Regions from separate parts of the Bos taurus genome. Here region 2 is linked to region 1. A link is a contact called in public Hi-C data. All regions are on one chromosome and are shown on one strand. The core of a region is the stretch at or near the end of the contact, and the rest is flanking DNA. Distances in the headings are between cores, read along the strand shown.

Evidence for each region. Hi-C and Micro-C count contacts between places; a contact is called where the count stands out from the background.
Region 2: a Hi-C map of blastocyst shows a contact between it and region 1, with 2.1 times the contacts expected there. The contact joins the enhancer-like site here to the promoter of FBXW9 in region 1. A contact is called at or near these places in 3 of 11 Hi-C or Micro-C datasets (blastocyst, skeletal muscle and an unstated tissue).

What each region holds. Positions count from the first base shown.
Region 1 is chr7:12,804,787-12,810,088 of ARS-UCD2.0, reverse strand. It overlaps FBXW9 (F-box and WD repeat domain containing 9), which reads right to left and starts at 3,122. Exons shown (of 10, transcript NM_001038151.2): 1 at 2,648-3,122; 2 at 1,388-1,527; 3 at 1,181-1,309. The coding sequence starts at 3,056. TNPO2 (transportin 2) reads right to left here. Exons shown (of 24, transcript NM_001205503.2): 24 at 4,211-5,302.
Region 2 is chr7:12,850,697-12,855,998 of ARS-UCD2.0, reverse strand. It overlaps MAN2B1 (mannosidase alpha class 2B member 1), which reads right to left. Exons shown (of 24, transcript NM_174561.2): 17 at 4,998-5,116; 18 at 4,816-4,917; 19 at 4,556-4,643; 20 at 4,300-4,380; 21 at 3,650-3,877; 22 at 3,054-3,209; 23 at 2,860-2,962; 24 at 2,235-2,463. The coding sequence ends at 2,354. Among named protein-coding and RNA genes, the nearest start is that of MAN2B1, 15 kb to the right of the region's middle. Within about 2 kb of position 3,273, at least 60 of the 102 cell types and tissues checked have an H3K27ac peak or open chromatin away from gene starts, as enhancers often do. A contact at or near this core is called in blastocyst and skeletal muscle, where this site is marked.

The DNA.
Region 1 (5,302 bases), core at 1,873-4,372:
GTGGGACCAGACCCATGTCCTGTGATCTTCCCCATTTCACAGAACCCAGAGTGAGTCAGCATGAGGAGAGATTAGAGCTCAGGTCTGCGGGTCTGACTTCAGAACCGAAAGACCTGCACGTTGTTGCTGTGGTTTACTTGCTAAATCATGTCCGACTCTTTGAAATCCCATGGACTGTAGCCTACCGGGCTTCTCTGTCCATGGAATTATCCAGGCAAGAATACTGAATGGATTGCCATTCTTTCTCCAGAGGAACTTCCAGACCCAGGGATCGAACTCATGGCTCCTGCATTGCAGGCAGATTCTTTACTGCTGAGCTACCAGGGAAGCCCAAAACATGTACACCCCCACCTAATAATGTTCCTAAATCAAGTACTGCAGAGCCTTAGCACCAGCACAGGTTGAGGCCACATGACAATGTGATTAAGAATAGGACCTCCACAGAAATTCTGTGGTGGTCCAATGTCTAAGGCTCCAATGCAGGAGGCCTGGGTTTGATCCCTGGTCAGGGAACTAGATTCCACGTATCTGTAAACCCGACATCTGAGCACCTACTCTATATGAGCCTGAGTGAAGCTCTTAATGCATAGTCACCTCATTCAACCTCATCCTAATTGACACTGGACAGAAGCAGTAAGTGAGGCCCAGAGAAGTCATATATGACTTTGACTTTACCCAAAGTCACACAAACAATAGCAGACCAAGATTGAAATCTATGAGGTCTGGAACTTTCCTGGGGGCACAGTGGATAGAAATCCACCTACGAATGCAAGGGACACAGGTTCAGTTCCTGGTCTGGGAAGATTCCACATGTCAAGAAGCAACTAAACCCATGCACCACAACTACTGAAGCCCATGCGCCCTAAAGTCTCACACTGCAACTACTGAGCCCATGTGCTGCAATTACTAAATAAACCTGCTCTCACCTAGAGCCTGTGCCTCGCAACAAGAGAAGCCACCGCAGTGAGAAGCCTGAGCACTTCAACAAAGAGTAGCCCCGGCTCGCCACAACTAGAAGAAGCCAGAGTGCAGCAATGAAGACCCAGCATAACCAAAAAAATTAATAAAAATTAAAAAAAAATAAATCAATGAGCTCTGGTGCCAAAACCCATGCCCTCAGCCACAGTAGCCTGCCCAGGCCTCCTAGCTCCTACCTTTGCCTGATCTCCTATCCCCTCACCTTGTGAGTGCTGTTCTTCTGGGTCCCCAGGGTCTTGACCAGAACCCTGCTGGGCTCCACCCCCAGCTGCTGCAGGTCCCACAGGTTGACATTGCGATCTCGGGAGCCAGACAGGCAGAGTGTCCCACCCTGGGAGAGGAGTGAGGTGGTGTGGTAGGGGTCACCCTGGCCCCCCACTGCCAGGCCCTCCACCAACCCCTGTCTCACCTGAAGCAGCAGCACCGAGTCAATGGAAGCAAAGTGCCCATCGGCTAGGCAGAAGTACTCAGCCCTGCGCCCATCATCTGCCCAACGCGACAGGTGCTGCTCCAACTCAATGCAGGCCGTCGGCCAGTCAAAGTCCTCCTCTGTGGGATGCAATACCAGGGTCCCCAGTGGGCAGGAACCCTGCCACCCACTACAGCTTTCCAAGCTCACCACTGGCTTCTGGGGAGCAGAAGACTTGGAGAGAATCCCACTTGGATCCCTTACCCCACCCAAGGAAGCCCAGGCTCTAGCTTTGGGACCACCAGCCCACCCACCTGCCATGCAGGTCTAAGGCTGCTCCTTACCGTTTCCAGATATTGGGTAACTGAAGCCCCAGGATCACCTTCCCAGGCCTCATTCTCCAACCTCAGGATGTTAAAGTCCTACCTCACCCCTGGCTGTGGTCCAACCTCAGCTTCACCCTCCCTACCCCTTTGGCTGGGCACAAGAGTTAGGACTACATAACTAACCCTTCTTGTTTTGGCCACCTGAACCAGACTCATGGAAGTGTTCCCCAAAATCAGTATCCCAAACCTGGGACCCTTGTCAAGGAGCAGAACCCAAGCCCTTGACCCAAACATCTATATTTTAATCAAGCTGTTCAGTAAAGTCCCATCAATTCAAGACCAGCAGGCTGCATTATCCTCTAGGGACCAAAGACTTTGGTGGCAGAAGGAATGACCACCAGCCCTTGTCTGAGATCACAGGTTAGACCCTGAACTTGAGGATCTGTGACTGCTGGTATCAGAGATCCCAACCTCTAAACCATAGCTTAGGTTCAAGGGTTGTAGGCTCTGGACCTGTGTCCATGTCTCACCCTCACCTAGGCCAAGACTCTAGGGGTAAGGGACTTTTACATTACCAGTTGCTGCCTTAGCATCTACACCCAGAACCTGGGGATTCTTGGTCTTACTTTGAGCACCGAGCAGCCTGACAGCCTGAGACTTTAAGTCGCTGTAGCAACCCCCGGCCTGAGAATCATTGGATCTTGAGTTCAGGGACCCCAGTTATCCAGGTAGATTTCTATAGCCTCAGGATCCCAAGTATCTGCCTCATGGTTCACCCAGAGGTCAGGAGCTTTGGTACTACCAGTAACTACCTCAGCCACCCTGAACCAGGACAGCCAGGGAGTTTTCTCCAGTGGGTGTGCTCATGACACCCTAGACCCCTTCCCCCTCGCCCCAGGCCTGACTTGGGCAGGCGACCCCCGGGCGCGCGCACCTTCCACCACTGGGTAGGGAGCCCGTACGCGGCGCTGCGCGCGTAGCCTCCAGGTGACACGGTCACGCACGAGGTCGCGCAGCGCGTGGCAAACGCGTGGCAGGACATGGAGCACGAGGCGCGCGTCGAGGTAGGCGCAGATCTCGAGCAGCAGCTCCGGGGGTAGGCTCAGCAGGCCCGGAACTGCCACAGTCGGGCCCTTGGACGCGGCCCGCGGTTCCAGAGAGCCAAAGGACACCGTGGGCGCGGGCAAAGGAGGGGCGCGCGGGGGTGCCAGCCCGAGTTTTGGAGGACTGAGCACGCGGGCCACGTAAGCCTCGGCCTGCGCGTCGGGGTCAGGCTCCAGCTCCGGGTCCGAGTCATCGTCCCAGGCGTGGGGATCGTCGCGCGGCCCTGGAGGCAGCTCCATGGCGACCGGGTGGGCGCGGCTGGCCCTGCTCTGTCAGACTCAGAGCCCGCGTCCTGTCTCCTAGGCAGCACGAGGGCACTTCCGGCGCTGCCTGATGACGTTAGGCGCCAGCCGGAACCAAGCAACCCGCGTGGAAACTGGCCGCGTGCTGGATGCGGGCTCCTCGGAAAGGTCTAGTTCTTAAGCTGCGTCGACCTTGGACTGGAAAAATCCCGATTTCTGGTTCCTGCGTTTATTAAACTAGAATGTCTGATGTTGCTGATGCAAAGGGCCATTGGACTCTGGTTTGAAAAACACGGCCCTAAAGCACTTCTCACAGACACGGAACCTAAGAAATAAATTTCTTTTCCTGGTTCGAAGTCTAGGCATGCCAGTGATTCCTGTCTTTTCTTAGCGACCCAGAAACACACTGCAGAGCCCTCGGTGAAAGTTAAACAAATTCTAAGCAGCACTAGCCCGTTCCCTCTTCTGATATCCACGTGGCTCTTTGCTCAATCACCTTAGCAGAGTACCCTAAGTACCCAGAGTACTGTAAGACTGGTCATTTTCCAAAACGTACTTTCTCCCCTCCCTCCACTGTATTTTTCTCTATGGGACATACCACTGTTTCACTGGTTAGCTTTATTTTTTCTCACTAAAATGCACACACTTAAATGAAAACTGGTTGTGTCAGCATTTAAAAATTTCTTCCAGGTTGATGCAGGTGATCGTTGGGTTGTACAGAGGTTGCAAGATTTTATCCTGAGGCCTCTGCATACCCAGATAAGAGATTTTTTATTTGCCTTTAACTGTTGTGCATGTTTTCCTGGGTCCCACGGCCTTGACGTTGGGCTGAGCATTATACAAATCCAGAGTTGTGAAACCAGCCCAAGAGTGCTGCAAGGTCTTGCTCTTTGCCACTCAGTTTAGTCTTTAGCCCATGGTGATTTTGAATCTGTGCTGTAGTGAGCTCCCAGACTGCAATTATGTCCCAGAGACGGTGTTGCATGTGCTATATTACCACATTTAATGTTTACTCTTACTTCCCCACTCCTCCAGTTATTTCCTGACCTGATTCCTGTACATCCCATTTCTAAAACTTTCCAGGCCCCCCTCTACATCTCTTCTCTACTGCCAAAACCCAAGGACACAAGAGGCCAGATGGAGACCAAGGGTTTCACAAGAAACTGATCTTTACTCAACAAAGTTCTACACAAGTGGAATCTCACGCCACCTTGGCGCCAGTCCCCAGCACAGCACAGTAACAAATGGACAGACCCTGGAGCCCGCAGGAAGAAAAGGATGAGGGGAAGGGGGGATGTGGGAACGAGAGGGACTGCAGATCGAGGCCAGTCAGGGTCTGCAGCCCTAGGCAAGGGAAAAAGGTTGAGAAGCTGAAACTTCATTGTGCAAAAATCAACCAAAATAAATTAAAAAATTAAATAGTCTTCTTAAAAAAAAAAAAAAAAAGAGAAGAACTAGAACCAGGCCCCCCATCTTGGATGGAGAAGGGGTTACCAATCCCATCAGGCAGCCAATCCACACACCCGAAGACCCAGCAGAGGATTCTCCAAAGCACTGGAATTACCAGAAAATTAAATGATTATTTTTTTTTTCTTTTCTTTTTCTACAAATGGCTTCCAGAGACCTGCTGGAGTTTCACAGCGGGGAACCAGCTGGGTTTATGGAATGTGCACCAGTGCCCCTCTGGCAGGGCCCCAGAGGGATGGATGGAGCAGGCCCCAGGACGCAGGAATCCAGTCAACCCCCACCCCAGCAAATCGCAAATTGCAAAGAGGCCCCCAAAGAAATAGAAAGCAGGGAAAAGAGAAAAGAAAACCCCAGTAAGGGGGCTGCAAGGCTTGGTTTCAGTTTCTAGGCCAAATGGGAAGTAACCACCCCTCCACCTTAGGGGAGTCTCTCCCACTGTGAAGGAATCCCCAAACAATCCCACAAGTTTCACTGTCCTAGTCTGGTGGGGTCTTAGGACTTGCTGGAACTGTGATCAGGAAGTCCCAGGGCCAGAGGTGGGTAAGGGAGTATACCGCCCTTCCCTTCCTCCAAGTTTTCAGTTTCTTTCTGGCTGGCAAAACCTAAACCTTTGTCTTCTGTCACCATCAATTAAATGCCCTAGCCTGGCCCTTGTGTTAAAAGTCAGGCCTGAAAGAGTGCTCTTGGAAGCAGAGAAATGAACTGCCTTTGAAACGGACTTGCTTATAGCAGCTCTGGCTGCTCCCAGCTCTCTTCAGTGGAAAAGGTTCCATCCA
Region 2 (5,302 bases), core at 2,024-4,523, 46 kb before region 1:
GGTTTACAGGAATGCATCAGTGATTGGGCTCCAGGCAGGACTGAGGAAGGACCCAGGGTGACCTCCATGGGTCTCCCTGGATCCAGGTCGCCCTGGATTTGGATACATTTTTAGAAGGCATATGGATAATCAGACACGAAATGCTATTCCTAGGGCAAACATCCTGGCCCAGATGGATCCCTGCCTCCAGCAGAATACTTACCAACAGTTTTGGTGGGCGCTTCCTATGATAGGGCCTGATGCAGGACAGCAGACTGCCCTGGGGCACATGCCCCCAGACTGTGCTGGCCAGCTCTTCCTCTCCCGGAAGGAAACTTTAAAAATTCTGAGGATGGCTATTCCCTGGTGGTCCAGTGATTAGGACTTGGCGCTTTCACTGTCATGGCCCTGGATTCAATCCAGGAGAATTCAAAAGTCTGAGAAACATGAACTTCCCTGGTGACCCAATGGCTAGGATTCTGTGCTCCCAACACAGGAGGCCCAGTTTTGATCCTTGGTCAGGGAACTGGATCCCACATACCTCAACTGGGAGTTCACATGCCACAACTAAAGATCCTACACAGACTTCCCTGGTGGCACAGTGGATAAGAATCCACCTGCCAGTACAGAGAACACGAGTTTGATCCCTAGTTCAGGAAGATATCACATGCCACGGGGCAACTAAACACATGTGCCACAACTACTGAGCCCGCTGCTGCAACTACTGCAGCCCACGCGCCGTAGAGCCCATGCTCCACAGCGTGAGACACCATCAGAGAAGCCCCTACACTGAAACGAACAGCAGTCCTCATGCCTCAGCTAGAGAAAGCCCACACAAAGCAATGAAGACCCAGCAGAGCCAAAAATAAATAATTTTTAAAATAATAATAATAAAGATCCTGCAAGTGGCAATTAAGACCTGGCAAAGCGAAATTAAAAAAAAAAAAAAAAGTCTGGAGAAGGCACATCCATCTGGAGAAGGTACATCCATCTGGAGAAGGTATATCCAGTGATTGGACCGCATGCAGTGTGGCAATTAGACTTGGATGCCCTCCTGGGGCCTCTCTGGTTTCTCTCTCTACAGGGAGACTTAGAAAACTTTTCAAGAAGTGCATCTGGCACCCAGATCCCATCTGTGATCTGCCCAGGGGCTCCAAGCTGGCCCAGGTCCATGCCTGTTACCCACCCAAGGAGGCTGTAGACATAGCTTCTGGAGGCACATCTGACAATCAGGGGCCTAAGCATCCAAACAATGGTCTCTACGTGGGCTGCAGGTGGGCGTGGCAATGCCGTCCCAGCCTCCAGACCGCCTTCAAGGGACCCACACAAAACTGTACTGACTTTCTTTCAATTCTAAGCCTCAGGTCTCCTTCCTCTGAGACAGATTCCAGAATATTCCAGAACACCAGAACCAGGGCATGCCAGGCTCTCTGCCTGTCTCCTGGGAGGCCCACATCTCCAGCCCACCTGTCCAAGGCCTAGCTTTGGAACCTGGTTCTGATTCTTCTTTCATACCCCGCCCCCCCAGGACCGCTGAGATTCCCCACCTTCAGGGCGCCAAGGTAGAGTTTGGGAGGCCTGCAGGGTATGTCTGGCTTTCTGGGCCCAGGACAAGCCAATACAAGTCTGTCCTCAGTGGCTTCTCAGAACAGCTGTGCCAGGGATCTCCTTGGCAGTCCAGTGGTTAGGATTCGGCGCTTTCACTGCCATGGCCCTGGGGTTCAATCCCTGATCTGGGAACTAAGACCCCACAAGGCACAATGGGCAGCAAAAATAAAAAATAAACAAAAACACAGATGTGTCACAGCCCTAGGGGATGGAAGAGTGAAGCAGGAGTGGAGGAGGGAGTGGTGGGTGGGGTGGGATATGAACTGTGTAGACTATGGTCTGAGGATTCAGGCCAGCAAGTGGCCTTCCTGAAAGAACTCGGGTCAAGGGTCAGCTAGGATTTGCTGACCTTGTGTTTTTGTGTTTAGTCACTCAGTCATGTCCAAATCTTCGCGACCCCATGGACTGTACCCAGCCGGGATCCTCTGTCCATGGAATTTTCCAGACAAGACTACTAGAGCAGGTTACCATTTCCTGCTCCAGGGATCTTCCGAACCCAGGATTGAACCCATGTCTCCTGCATTGGCAGACAGATTCTTACCACTGTGCCACCTGGGAAGCCCCTGCTGACCTTTCTAGGTCATAAATTCCACTGCCCTCAAAAAAAAAAAAGGAAACCCACACTCAGTCACACCTTGACCTGAGTCTCGGTAGTGACATTTTAATGGCTTTCATTGGTGGTAGTAAGAGCAACAAGGGGGAGAGTTGGCTCCGCCCCCGGAGAGAGAACTCAGGCTCGGAGCCGGTAGTCTTGTATCCAGTGGGTCTAGCCGTCCTCTTCCCATTGGACCGAAGCCAAGAAGGTACGGATTTCCATGGGCTGCAGCGTGATGGTGGCGGACACCGGACGGGAAGGAGAAGGATGGGGTGTGGGGCCTGGGGAGGTGGAGGGGAGAAGTGAGGGATGCAGACTTCCTCCGCCTTAACATCCTCTGTGCGCCCTCCCCTGAACACAGACATACCGCTTTAAATCTTTCCCCAGGCCCTCACTCCCAGACCCTTCAACTGTTTGCCAGAGCCTAGATACCACCCCCAGATGCTCAAATCTCTCCCCAGTGTCTGGGCACTGTCCTCACACCCACAAGTCCCACCCTCAAGGACTGTCAAGCCACATCACTCCCTTAAACCCCTAACCTAAATCTGAACACCGACTTACTCCGACCCTCCAAGCTCTATACCTGGACCGGGTCAACATTCCCGCACCTCCCACACTGACCCGCCGCCCCCCTCCCCGGACCCCCGGCCGCCACCCCGCTCCGGGCAGGCTCCTACCCGTGTCCGTCGTCCACTGGAGCCTGGAGGCGTAGGCCAGGAGCTGGTTGGCCGCCAGCGTGGTCTCCCGCAGGTTGGTGATGGTGAAGGCGGAAAACAAGTTCTGCGGGCAGTGAAGGGGCCCGGATGCGTTGGGACAAAGCGGGGTTTCCCCTCCCTCCTCTCCCCAGTCTCCTTTCCATCTCTATCCTCACCGTCAAGTCCAGGGTCACCGGGGAGCTCAAGTTCCGGCCCGAGTCCTCCCCTACGGCGAACTGGTGCTCTAAGCGCAGCAGCAGTGTCTCCGGGCCCCAGCGGGCCAATGTGAGCAGACGTACCGAGGGTGGCAGCTCGCGGCGGAGCCCAGAGAACTGAGGGAAAGAGCGGGGCGGGGCTGAGCCGGGAGGGGCGGGGCTGAGCCGGGAGGGGCGGGGCTGAGAGGCTTCAGGAGGCGGAGATTCAGCGCGGAGGGGCGGGCCTTGGCCGTGCTCAGGAGGCGGGGCTCAGCCAGGACTGGGAAGACTGAGCCAATGAGGGGACCCGGCGGTGCCAGGTTAGCGGCAGAACGGTTCTCATCCCCTGACAGAGTTAGGATTGGGATGAAGCCAGGAGAGAGACGCTGTTGGAGAAGTTGAGTGGGCGAGAGGGTTGAACCGAGACTACGCTGAGCTAAGCGAACGGGATTCGCTTACCCCAGGACGAGTAGGAACAGGCGAGGTGGGTCTCAGTTAAACCTAGGAAAACCCGCCCTCAACTCCGCCCCTCCCTCCGCAGGCGTTCTTAGGGTCCTCTTTCTGCCGCGCCTCCTCACCTGCGTGCGTGGGGCTTTCTCGAGGCGATACCGCGCGCCGCCACCTTGAGCCAGCACCACCTGCGGGGCCAGGACCTCCATCTCCGCCTGTAACCGGTGCCTGGCGGCCGCAGTCTCCTTCTTATCCAACAGCACGAGGTGACGTCCTCGCACCCAAAGCCCCGACCCCTCCTTGTTCAGCGGCTCCCCAACTCCGCGTGCATCGTCCTTCAGCAGCCTTCGGTGCACCTGCGGGGAGAGTGGCCAAGAGTGAGGGTTCCTGTAGCCAATTTCTGGGCCGGAAACTGGGTGAAAGTACGTGGGGATTTCAAGGGAAAAAAAAATATTGGGGGAAACGGGTGACGACGAAGGGAACGTAAGGGATCCCCAGTAAACGTGGGGATCCGACCTAACAACGGGCTAGGGCAGACGGCGGTAAGGATCTAATGCGGGCGTGCATAGGGTAAATCAGGGCCTGGAGCGGAAGTTTGGGTAGGGATTGGATAAAAGCACGGAGTGAATGTCTCACAGAGGAATGGAGGGTTCAGCTTAGCGGGGACCACAAACAAAGGGGTGCACCTAGCAAAAGAAACTGGCTTCAAGGTCCTGTAGAGGGCAGGAAGGGAACTGGTGGAAGGACCCTGACTTAGATGGGGGCTCAGACCACTAACCATGAGTTCCAAGGAGCCATCTCTCAGGCTACTGCCCCCCTGGGACCGGTCAGTGAGCACAGTCAGCTGCATGTTCCCATCCTGAGGGGTAAAGGGTGAGTGAGGGGCTGCACTGCTGGCCAGCCCCGGCTCCCAGGCAGGCCCCACAGGGATGGTGGAGACTGCTGAGGACAGTTGGGAGATGTCAAGAACAGGTGAAGTCCACTCTGTAAAGGGGTGTCAGGAAAAGGTGGGGAGCAGGGTGGGGGATGGGTACCGTGATGTAAATGCGGCTGTTGACTGGATAGTAATTTCCAGCCACGGGTTCAGTCTGGTTCAGCTTCCAGGTAGGTCTATAATTCCGCCTGGGGTGGGGTTAGGATTTGATCAGGCTTGGAGTCTGGCTCCCTTCCCCCCACTCACCCACTCCTCCTTCATCCTCTCCCTCCCACAGTCATTAGGATCAGCAGATGCCCCCTCACTGCCCTGGGCCCCAGCACACCACAGACCACCCCTCGGTGCCCCCAGTCTCTCCACCTCCTCTCCAGGATCTCCCGGCCATTGCTGTCAGTGTAGAAGAGTCCGCGTGTCGCCAATGCAGTGTCAAAGCGACTGATGACCTCCTTCCCCCAGCCGTCTCTATACCCAATGGGATGGCAAGGTGGTGAGCTTCACTTTAACCTCACTTTGCCCTTCCCCCAGCCCCCAGCCCCGCTCACCCCACAGGTATTGGCCCCACTGTCCACTCTAGCTCCAGGTGCCGTTGTCTGGGATACAGGCGAACCACCTGGGAACACCAGGCTGAGAAGTTCTGGTGTACTTCCTGCACCAAGGACGCCTGTGGGCACACGGGAGTGGGGGCAGGTGTAAGCGTGCACCTGAGCAAAGGTGAGCCCTGCAAATGTCCACCCCAGCTGTGAAGATCACAAAGGCCTACGTCAGGGTCAACCCCACTAATAGCTTCGGAGCCCAGCCCACCTTCCCTACCTGCCTAGGTTTGATGCCTAGTCATCAAACATCAAAT